Regions from separate parts of the Rattus norvegicus genome. Here region 2 is linked to region 1. A link is a contact called in public Hi-C data. All regions are on one chromosome and are shown on one strand. Each heading gives the region's core, a stretch centred on a gene start, on an enhancer-like site or on the middle of the called end of the contact. The rest is flanking DNA. Distances are from core to core; before and after follow the strand shown. Region 1 overlaps Tnr (tenascin R). Region 2 has its middle 11 kb from the start of Mrps14.

The links. Hi-C and Micro-C count contacts between places; a contact is called where the count stands out from the background.
Region 2: a Hi-C map of mammary epithelial cells shows a contact between it and region 1, with 2.8 times the contacts expected there. The contact joins two enhancer-like sites. A contact is called at or near these places in 3 of 12 Hi-C or Micro-C datasets (the A7r5 cell line, the Rat2 cell line and mammary epithelial cells).

What each region holds. Positions count from the first base shown.
Region 1 is chr13:74,661,766-74,667,698 of GRCr8, reverse strand. Tnr (tenascin R) reads right to left here. Exons shown (of 21, transcript NM_013045.2): 10 at 5,360-5,629; 11 at 4,117-4,236; 12 at 3,051-3,197; 13 at 367-486. Among named protein-coding and RNA genes, the nearest start is that of Tnr, 40 kb to the right of the region's middle. Within about 2 kb of position 3,693, at least 25 of the 93 cell types and tissues checked have an H3K27ac peak or open chromatin away from gene starts, as enhancers often do.
Region 2 is chr13:74,949,061-74,954,993 of GRCr8, reverse strand. No RefSeq gene overlaps it. Among named protein-coding and RNA genes, the nearest start is that of Mrps14, 11 kb to the left of the region's middle. Within about 2 kb of position 3,308, at least 4 of the 93 cell types and tissues checked have an H3K27ac peak or open chromatin away from gene starts, as enhancers often do.

The sequences.
Region 1 (5,933 bases), core at 2,444-4,943:
ACATTGCTTAATATTTTTCTTGATCTGTAAACACCTAGAAAATTTCTGTCTTGCCTGTAGCACTTTGGTGAAAATCCTAGCTCAGTTCTGAGTTTTGTCCTTAGTGTTAGCTCTGATTTTGCTTTTGTTCTTGGTTGCTTGTCTACCTTGAACTTCTCAGACTGAGAATTTGTGATTCTCCTCATCAACTGTTTACAGGAGTTGGGGGAAATCTTTAGAATTTTATAGGGCTTGGGGGGCTACAAAATTTCCCCAACCTAAGGTAATTTCTGATTTGACCTTCAGACAGGGAAAAAAAAATCAGTTCTTCACTTCCATACTGGCTTGTAGCTCCAGTCCTCACCACCCCAACCTGCAGACACTCACTGGCAAAGTGGGTGAGGACAATGACATAATTTTCCACTTCACCCATGGGTGCCTTCCACTGGAGCAGGGCTTCTGTTGGCGTGATGTTGGTAGCAATTAGATCCATGGGGCTATCCATGGCTGGAAAAGAACAGGAGAATATCAGGCTAAAGAAAGAGGAACTGCAAGGTGCAAGTGCCATAAACCATCAGAATTTTCCTATGTTATGTACATCTGTCACTGTGCTGGATAAAATAATGTAGTGGAGATGGATTCCTTTTCTACCTGTCTGCCTCCATTAATACCTTTCTTTTCTCCCCTTTTTTCTACCTTATCCACTTCTCTTCCAATTGCCCTAAGTCCTTCTTTTACATTGATTCATTAAATTGTTGTGTGCAGAATTCTTTGACGGGTTCGATGGGAAGTCGAATATTCAAAATACTCTGTTGTGCTTTAGACATTTCAATCTATATGGCATAAAGATGCTATGGAAATTTTTATGATTCATTAGTTCCTGAGATAATCCTGCTTTTCAGCCCATTTGTTCTTTCACACATGCAAGAGTGACTTTGTGGAAAGATCTCTGTCTGTGAACTTCAGGAAGTATGGTGGACCTGTGCCAGTAACTTGGTCACAGGGTTGTTGTATCCACTTCTTACATCACCACCCGCAAGCTTCACTCTGGAATGTGTTCTGGGCATCCTTTTGGTTACATAGAAAGCCAGAGGGGTTGTACAAACTTAGGGTAGCCAAGATTGCCTGTCAGGGGAAGAAAGTTTGCTCATGAATACATTATAACTCTGCTCACCCATGTAACTCTTGGATTTACTTACATGTTTTCTTTTCATAAAGTTGGAATTTATTTATGAAACAGATGCAATAGAAACAGTTGAAATGTTCACTCAATGTGAGTCATACAATTTATGCTTGGGAACCAAGACCTACTATTGGTCTACCTCTGTTCTTGGATTAAATGAGCTGTATTTGCTGCTTTTCTTTTCTTTTCTCTTCTCTTTTTGCTTTTGTTCCTTTTCCCAGAGTAAGAATAAGAAATAAAAACCTTTACAATTTAATGTTTTGGATTTTATTTATAATTTGTACTTTCAAAAACGTCTTTAAATTCAGCTCTTACTAGAGTATAAGGTTGGGTGATTTCTGAGATGTGTACCATCTCTTGAAGGAGTTGTCATTTCTACAAGTTTTAAGATCATTGTGATGGCTTTAAACAACTAATGAGGACACTTCTGAGTGTGGCACAGTTACTGGAAATTCCCAGAACCAGTCTGGCTAACCAGAAAGGCAGTGTCGCTTGGTGGCTGCTGAGTTTGTGCTTTTGAGATGTTTGCTGCTCAGGAGTTAGCTTTTGGCCAGAGTCACAGCACTCTTATCTGGGGTAAATTGTGCTCTTGAAGTCCATTTTATGATTTTCAATGAGAAAATAAGGCAGAACTTTCAGGAGGGCAGGAAAGGCCTTTCTTGGCTCAATGGTCATTTCTTCTGGTCAACATTTATCAAGCCCACTTTAATGATCACTGGCAAAACATAGCTAGTGCATCTAACATACAGTTGCAGATCCAGAAGGAGGGAGACTGCTGTCCTGAGAAAGGTACATTTTTATGTTTCTGAAAAATGTTTTTGCCACTGTGTTAAAAGATGCTGTTTTGGCTCTTGTGAGGGGACCTACAAGGCAGGAGGATTTCTTAGGCACATTTCCCTCCTTCAGAAAACACCATCTCTTGGGAAATTAAGCAGCGATGGGAAATCCAGGTGTTCTCTTAATGAGGCAGGCTAAATGTTTTCCTATGTGTAGTGGAAACTATGGTTTAACTAGAAGGTTCTCACTGTTAACGATAGAAACTGATGGCTGTGCCTTCCACCAGAATCTAGAGCAAATCTTTGCTAATTCTATGTGCTGTACTTGCTTAAGGACCAGAGAAGGAAGGCTAGTGGAGTTACTGAAAGAGAGACCTATCCTTGGGTTTATCCAGAGCTCCTTTTCTGAAGAAGGCATGGTAGAAGAATTTCTCTTTCCTACTTCCCATATTAAAGTTCATCTTTCTTCCCCACCTCCCTTCCTCTGGAGCTCCTTTTGAGGACACAAAGGACATTTAGTCAGCCTACAGGAGAACAAGGATTATATAGTGTTCCTGACAGCCTCTGGGGATGCTAAGAAGGGCCACCCTCACCTCTACTGCCTTCATACAGGTGAAGAACTTAGAGTCTTTTCCTTGGAGCAAAGACAACACACCTATGGGATGGTTATGTATGACGAATAATCTCACCCTACCCCTAGTTTCCTGAAACTGGAATAACAACTTTTCTCTGATGTTTCTCTCCCCCCACCCAATCTTAAAGAGATCCAATGGTTCAAATGTTTGCTGTGGAATCTATCTCCATCATGCATCTTGGAAAGGGCATTCTTCATAGTAGAAGTTCCGTGAACATTCCTAACCTGAACCAGCAAGACTTCTCCTCAAGTCTGACTCACCAAGCTCCTATTATTAGACAGAACAGTCTGTAGGGAGAGAAACCACAACTTGTCCTGAAGGACAGTGAGTCAGAGGAGCCAAGGAATGTCGTCTCAGGCCCTGGAGCCAGTATCTGCTGTATGAGCTGGAATGATTTCACTCTGCTTCCGGTGTTTGTTTCAAGCCCGCTGCTTATGTCCTGACTGGACACCCAACAAAAGAGCCATGTGTGTTTACCTGTGTGCACCAGGGTGCAGATGCGTTCACTCTCCTCCCTGCCGCGTACACTGTTGAGGCTTATTTCATATTCAGTAGCTGGATAGAGCCTGGTGATTGTGAACTCTGTCACAGTGTTGGGCACGACAGAGCTGTCCAGCCGTCCCACTGAGGAAGAACAAAATCCATCATTAAAAGTTCAACAGTTCTCTCATCAGCGGGTCCATGGCTCCGTGTACATTGGGACAGTGGGTCATGAGGCACAGATGGATGTGGGCTCAGCATGCAATGGGGAAGGGAAGGCAGATAAATGATTCATAAGATGGTAATTATGGGGTTTACATAGATCTTATATGCTGGCCTCACTCTTTCATTTTATGGGCTTCTTGGAACAAAAGTAAATGAGCCATTTATTATGTAGATTTCTATCAGACTGGTCTTCTCTGAGGTGGGCATATCAGTATAGTGACAGGGTATAGTATATCAGAGTGAGCAGAGCTGCAAAAAGTATCCTATGCAGCCCAGAGAAAGGTAGCCTGGAAACTGTCCTACCTCTGGCTGGAAGTGAACATTCCCTCCACTTTGTTAACAATGCCTCATATACCAGCAAGAACTGGCAGTATACAGGCAAGCTCTCTGCCAGTTTCTCTGACTCATACATTGGCGACAATAGTAGAATTAGGATCACATCATTGCGGTTCCCTCCAGGGCTCCATCTGGCTCTGCTAGGTCTTTATCCTTACCCTGGATTCTAGTCTTAGACTTTATGCTCTGTATAGTACATGTAGTGCTGGCTCTTGATAAAGTCGTTTAGAATTCATTGTTTTTCATTGTGTAGCCTAGCTAATGGTGTCCAGTTATTTCCAGTGGTAAAAGTGTTTGGCTCTCTTGGTGGGATAATCAAGCCTATTTTGAGAGGAGTTGGTGAGCTCATGGTTTCTCGGTTTTTCTTCATCAATACACTCTCATTTTGAGGGATTATGCTACAGAGGGGGCCTATGCCATGTGGTTGTGGTTGTGCCCCCATAATCATCTCTAACCAACTTCGAGCCTTATTTATGTTTGAGAAACAAGATCATATCATTACCTTGGGTGGGTCGATAGGATACTCGGTAGTAATCAAAAGGCGCAACAGGAGGGCTCCAGGAAACTGTCAGGGAGTCCTTAGTCACGTTGCTAATTGTGATGTTTTTGGGAGGATCAATTCCTACAAAGATCAGGGAGTTGTGGGGAAAAGACAGAAGCACAGTTTGAAAATGGAATATCTATTCCTAGATTTGTGTTGATCCACTAATATCCCTCAGGCAGGCATAACCCTACACAACTAACTGGGCATCCCTAAATGACAGTGTGATGTCACACTTGTAACATTGTAGCTATAGCTAAAGCCAGTCATGAATGTCCTAACAACAGGAAGCTAAACTGGCAAGATCTGTGTTTCTGTGCAGCAACTACTACTTATGTAGACCAACTAGAAATTTCCTGTTAAGTTCATGTGTTTTATTTCAAATAGAGAATCACATAATTATCTTCTCGAAGGGAAACTTCTCCTGGAAAAAGTCAACTCTGCTACTCTCTCTTAGTTTTTATCATCTACTTTTGGCTCAGTTTGGAAAAATTGCCTATTAACTGTAGAGAGAGTTTAGAGCACAAATCCTAAACAAATATACTTTCCTAAGTTATATTTTATTTATGGTGCATATTTATGGTGCACTTAAACTGTGGGGTTGCACTAGCAGACTAACATACTTTTCCAATTTGTGAGTTCTTGTCAGTATGGAGGGAACTATCTAATCATACGTGTTTTTATGTACAAATATGTCATTTTGGCATTGCATTTGCAAATGACCAAATGGAAATGACCCAACTCATCTAGGAGTTCTAAGTCTTCCAAACAGTGCAAATCAGCTCCTGTCTCTGAATGTCAGGTTACTACATGGTTACATGCTAGCTCTCTGTTAATTCTGAGGAAGAATCATTTATTAGGCAGTCAAGAGATGGCTCTCTAGAATAGAAACATCACCTTTTTACTTAGAAGGATTCCCTCAGAGACAAGCTTTTTCCAGGGCATTTTCCTAGATTGGTAAATCTAGGACCAATACATCCAAGACTTGAGCCTGCAGAGCATTGGGCCTTTCCTACTTTTCAAATGGGAGTTTCTCATCCTATGTCTCTTATGCAGGGCTGGAAGAAGTACCTGCTTCAAAGTAACTCACAGAAGTCTATTAGCCACAGACTCAGTCTGCTGTTTATTGAATGCTTCCTTTTTTAGATTGCATTGGCTTTTCAAAGGCTGAAGTGAGAACCCTCTTCAACCTCTCCAGCCTCACCTGTAGTGATAGAACCCACTATGGGTTCAGAGGTTACTGTCCCATGGACAGCTACGAGATTCACTATATATTCAGTGGCTGGCTGTAGACCCATTAGGACGGCGTGCCTCTTGGTGGCATCCAAGAGAACCTCCATCATCTCCTCCTCTTCATCCCTGGGGCTGTAGTTCAGAATGAGTCTGTCTGCTGGGGGAGATGGGTCACTCCAGGTGATGTTGACACTGGAGGAGGTCACATGAGAAAAGTGCAAGTGGGAGATAGGGCGGAAGCCTGCAAAGTAGAGAAGATTGGCTGCTCTGAGGCATATGTGTGGTAGCGGGCCATTGGGCCGAGATTCTTGACTTCCCTCTATGATGATGAGGGCTATACTCTCACCTGCTGGCTCAGAGGACCTACCTCCTCCTCCCACTCCAGTCCAGGCTAGTCCACTCTTTCCAAGGCACATACTGAACAGTCAAGTCTAATAACACTAGAAGTATCTCTGATGAATATTCATAATATGGATCCAGGATTTTAATTTTTAATTTTTTATTGGATGTTTTTTATTTACATTTCCACTATTATTCCCTTTCCT
Region 2 (5,933 bases), core at 2,059-4,558, 290 kb before region 1:
TGGACAGGCACGTGATGTACAGACATATATGAAGGCCAATACCTGCACACATAAAATGAAATAAAATAAAAATGAAACCGGAGCACTGTGAGCTGGCAGGATAGTTCAGCAGGTAAAAGCACTTGCCATCAAGCCTGCTGACCTGACATGGTGGAAGGAGAGGGCAATTTGTTTCTACAAATTGTCCTGACAGGACACTGTGGGATGCATGAAACTCCACCCCCACAGAATAAGTGTCATAAAAATGTTTAAAAATCTGTTGCTTGCTGAGTATAGTAGTTCACACTTGCTTTCTAGCACTTGAGAAGCTGAGGCAGGAGGATCACCATGAACGTGAGTTCAGTCTTGGCTACATAGAAAGGCATACTTAAAAAAAGAAAGCCTAAGATGACTAAGGTCAAAACTCAAGTGACAGCCTATGCTGGTGAGGATGTGGAGCAAGGGGAACGTTCCTCCATTGCTGGTGGGAGTGCAAACTTGTACAACTACGTTGGAAATCAACTTGGCAGTTTCTCAGAAAACTGGGAATACTTCTACCTTATGACCCACCTACACCATTCCTGGGCATAGCCCAAAAAATGCTCCACCATCCCACAAGGACACATACTCAACTATGTTCATAGCAGCTTTATTCATAATAGCCAGAAACTGGAAACAGCCTACTGGAAACTGGAAACTGGGACATCCTCCACTGGAGAATGGATAAGGAAAACGTGGAATACTATTCAGCAATGAAAAACAAAGATGTCATGAATTTTGCAGGCAAATGGTTGGAACTTGAGAGTATCGTCCTGAATGAGGTGAAGGGGGACTGGAATGGAAGGCAGAAAGAGGGAGGTGAGAGGGGATCAGGGATGGGTGGGGGCTTAGAGGTCAGGTGTGGGGAGGGACAGGTGAGGGAAATGGCAGGATGGCCATGAGAATGAATGGAAATCTGCAACTGATGGGGGGCATCTCCAGGAAGAGATAGAGACCTGGAATAGGGGAGACGCCCAAGAAGCCATGGAGGTGTCCTTAGCTGTGACTCATGGCATTGGGAATATGGGGCCTGGGAGAGCTACCTCCTGTGGCCAGGCAAGAAACCTGCTGGAACAATAGAAACACCATCCTACCCCAAAACTTCTGACCCAAACTTATCCTGTCTACAAGAAACGCAGGGATTGGGGATAGAGCAGAGAGTGAGGGAATAGCTAACCTGCCCAACTTGAGACGCTTCAAATGGGCAAACATCAATCCTTGACACGTTAATAATGCTCTGTTATGCTTGCAGAGGAGTTTAGCATGACTGCACTCTGACAGCCTCTACCTACCAGCTGACCCAAACAGATACAGACACCCATAGCCAAACAGTGGATGCAGTTTGGGGACTGCAGGATTGGAGGAAGGATTGCAGCCCCTGAGAGGATAGGAACTCCACAAAACGACCAACAGAATTAACTAACCTGGACTCTTGGGGCTCTCAGAGGCTGAACCACTGACCAAAGAGCACACAAGAGCTGGACGTGGGCCTCCCCCCACATTTATAACACATGTGCAGCTTGATTTTTCTGTGGGCCCTGAACATCTGGAACGGGGGCTATCCCCAAAACTGTTGCCTGTCTGTGACATATATTCTCCTAGCTGGGCTGTCTTGTCCGGTTTCAGTGAGAGAGGAAATGCCAGGCCTTGCAGAGACTTGAAGTGCCAGGGTGGGGAGACACCCAGGGAGATACCTCACTCTCAGAGGAGAGAGTGAGTACTGTGGGAGAGGAAAAGTGAGAGGGATATAAAGTGAATAAGTAAAACACTTTAAAATTTTAAAAATTCTATTGAAAAACAAAAAATGTCTAGCGCTGGATGTGGTTCATGCCTTTGACCCAGCACTGGGGAAGCAAAGGCAGAGACTGTGAGTTGGTGGCAGCCTGGTCTACAAAGCAAGTGAGTCCAGGAGAGCCAGGGCTTGGAGAAAGCCTGTCTCAAAAATCCCCCCACCCCCAAAAAAGTCTAATAAATTTCAAATATAGACACACATATATATGTATATTACTGGCAATCTTACGATTTAAATTTTTCCAGATTCCTTATAATTTACATATATTCCTTTAATACATGTATACAGAGGTTAATTTACAAAAAAATCTAACCAGTTTTCATCATCGAATGACTATCATTTCCACATATATATTTTAATTATTTGATTTTTAAATTTTATGTGTATGAACGTTTTGACTGCATTTATGTCTATGTACCACTTTGTGTGACTGGTGCCCACGGCGGCCAGAGAAGCACATCGGATACCCAGGGACCAGAATTACAGATGGTTATAAACCACCGTGTGAGTGCTGGGAATCAAACCTGGTCCTCTGGAAGTGCTAAGTTCTGAGTTGTCTCTCCAGCAACCCCCTCTCTCCTCCCCACTCCCATGTTTTTAAAGTGTGTTTTTCAATGGTGAAGGAAAGGGTCTTCCCTGGTGGCAGTCAGTATCCTTTGTTTATCCCCAGGGACAAGGCTGTCAGAGCCATGACCAAAACATCAAGAGATTAAATTTCAGAAATGTCTGCTTCCCTCACGTTTATAGTGTAGAGCCATCCACCCTCTTTTGTCTTCATTCTCTGACTCCTCTTTATCCCCTATCAAAGCACTCTGCTGTCCCTATGGTTTGTAACTTACTCTAATACAGGATGGACGTTTTCCTTACTATCTCTGATTAGGGAGGATTGAGTAATTGTTCCCGTTTTAAATGAGCAATAACAGAATTAACCTGGTACTAGCCTCTTAGTCCCACAGTTAAGAGCGTTTACGTGGTTTGTCCTTAATCCATGTCTGTGGCCATAAATCTCCAGCATCCTTGGCTCTCCTGCACCCCATCTGCCCTTGTAGTGCTTCTCAGGGCCAACTCTCTCTAGGACCAGGCCTTTCACACAAGAGCTGGATGTGTCTGCATTCATAAGAACTAGAGTTCTAGGACCAACAGAAGAACAAACTTCAAACAGGAGGTAAGTGGGGTTGAAGGAGAACACGTGGAGGGAAACAGAAAGGTGTGCGCATGTGCACACATACTCTTCCCCTCCCTCCCTCCCTCCCTCCCTCCCTCCCTCCCTCCCTCCCTCCCTCCCTCCCTCCCTCCCTCCCTCCCGGCTCGAAAATGGTGTATACGGACGATAGATGAAACCACTGTTCTCATTATGTATCTGCCTTTGTTTAAACTCCACCAAATAATAATTCCATCAGTTAACTAGCATGGTGGCAGTGGTCAGGAAGGTTCTGTGCAAACTGCAGGCCACCTCTTGCCTGCTAGGCTCCACCTGGAGTTAAGTGCTGTGAGCCATTTTGGACACAGGATGGCAGTATTACTACATCTGAATTCAGCCAGGGTCTCCTGGCAGATTCTACAAGTCTCTCCTGTGTTTGTGTCCCCCACCCCCAACCCAGCTGCATTCCAAATAAAATGATAACATCTTGTCTATCATTAGATGGGACCCGTGTCTGGGATTAATTTGCCTCCTTTGCCGGCAAAAGAGGCCACATATTGTGTAGGGCCTGTGCACGATAAAAACTGCAAGGGAAGTGCTCTCAGAGGAAGTTAAACACGAAGCGTTTTCCTTTCTTTCCCAGACTTCCAACTTGTCACAGGTTTTTATTTGCTATTTAATAAAGAAAAATGAAATCATTAAATTCAATTTTAAGCCATTAGCAGGAATTGAACCACTCATTTCTAGATTATACAATGCCAGTTCACAATGCAAAGCATGAGCATTTTAATTGCATGCAGAATCACTGAGATTATACAATTCATATTTTATAATGTGCGATTGCCTATGCATCTCGTTCTTACCAGAACAGTGTGAATATTGCATGAAACCAACTCGGTGGCTTTCTTTTCTTTTCTTGATAGGCGTGCGCTCCCGATATTCTGTTGGAGGTTAGGGAGGAGTCAAATTACAAATAAATATATGTCAAGTGGAGAATGAAGCAGGAAAGAGAGAATTATGGTGGGCTTCTCTGTTAGATCATATAATAAGAGAAGGACTTTCGTTGACATTTAAGTGGAGATCTGGAGGACATGAGGGATTGAGCCCAGAGGTTTCTAAGGAAAAAACATTCTAGGCTTCAGAAAGAATAAAAGATATAAACACGTAAAGGCAGTGCAGTGGGAGATGCCTTGACAAAATAAAATAAGGTAGAGGGCAGAAGAGGTCAGAACAGTGGCTCTCCTGGCATCCCACGAGGGACTTTGAATTCCCAACATGGACTTGAGTAGAGATCAGCGCCTCCAAATTGCTCATGAGTTGGTAAATGTCATCACCAGGAACTGCTTCTTTTCTTTCCCACAATACTAGCCTCTACTGTGACTCTCTGGTCTCACCTCCTACTCCAGCTACTGTTGACGGACTAGTTCTAAGCAGACAATTTCTGGTTTAGTTCACTTGTATTAAAAGGCACTGTGTGTTTACATCAGGTACCCCTCCATTCTTGTCTCTGGATTTCTCTGACGCTGGCTTGGTCATCTAGTGAGCCAGAGGCCTGTTTGTGACTCGCTCATGCTCAGCTCCCATGTCTGGTGAGTTGACACTGGGAAAATACCATAAAACAACGGTATGGGGTACCTCAGAAGGCCTCAAAGAGATGCTGGCCTGCAGTGGCTAAGTTGATATGAATGGCACCTTGGTATGGTTTCTCCATTTTTTTCTTCCCCCTGCTATTTCTATCCCTTATTTTGTTCCCCACAAGTTACCCGCAAACAAGCGTTTATTTTGGATCTCACTTTGGGGAGTGGAGGGGGGAGTTTAGGTGAGAATTAAGAATATTCCATCCAAACGATCCTCCTCATCCCTTGATTGTGCCACAGGTCTTTCTTATCGTTTATTCCTATCTTGGTCCTGAGTTCAGAAAGTCTTCACCTCTTGTCTGTTCTACAGTGAACTGGATTTGAAACTTCTATTTTAGTCCTGCCTCCACTTTTTTTATTGTTTTGTTTTTGTTTGTGAGACAGGATCTTTGTGCTCCTGGCTGGCCTCGAACTCTCTCTGTAGACTAGACCTGCCTCAAACCTGTGGTGAGCTCCCCGCCCCCTACCCCTCCCTTCCCAAGTACTGGCATTACAGATGTGTAACCCCATACAGACCCTCCCCCCATTTTCTTGACCCATTATTTGCCCAATACTGTCCCCTACCTTCCTCTACTCTCAGAGTGAGCCTCTCCAAACACCACTTGTTTGGGGGAGGTAGCTGCTCAAAATAAAATCCGAAGCCCCTAGTGTAATATCTGTGACCACAGTAGAAAGTCCTATCACTTTCCCAAAGACCTCTGACCACACTGGGGCTTTCATTTCTCAGATCTTCTCTCTGGTGGTCTCCCTCAAAGCCATTCTCTCAACCAATGTTTGCATTCAGACCAGTGTAGTTCACACCAGATTCTGTTGACCAAGAGGGTGGAGAGCAGATGATAAGGTTGAGATGAGAGTGTGGCGTACAGGGCATGTCCTGTGTGAACACTGTTCCATAACCTCTATGTTTAGCCAGTCTGAAGTGTATGGTTCTGAAGCTTTTTCCCCGGGGTTGAACTATTTTTATGAAGAGACAGAAAATTTGCATGGGAGGGGATGGGAGTTGGGGGAGAAAAAAAAGAAAAATTTGCTTTTTCGAACTCGAGGTAGTCTTGTGGCAAAATGAAGTCCTAAGTAGAACAAATGTAGGAAAAGCCTTTTAATTGGTATTATTCATAATGGCTAATGTCTACATAAAGTCATAGCATTGCACACTGGCACCCTTTACATTGATGGTAATGGATAAGATAGTCAGTTTCCACTTAGCCTCCCCAACTGAGATAGGAAAGTGTTCACTTTTCCTCCCAGGAGCTTCCAGGAGAAGCTTGCATATTTGTTTTGATTGGTTACAGAGAACAGGCATGCAAAGAGGTTTCTCTTTCTGAGTCTCGTTTTCCTTCCATGTATT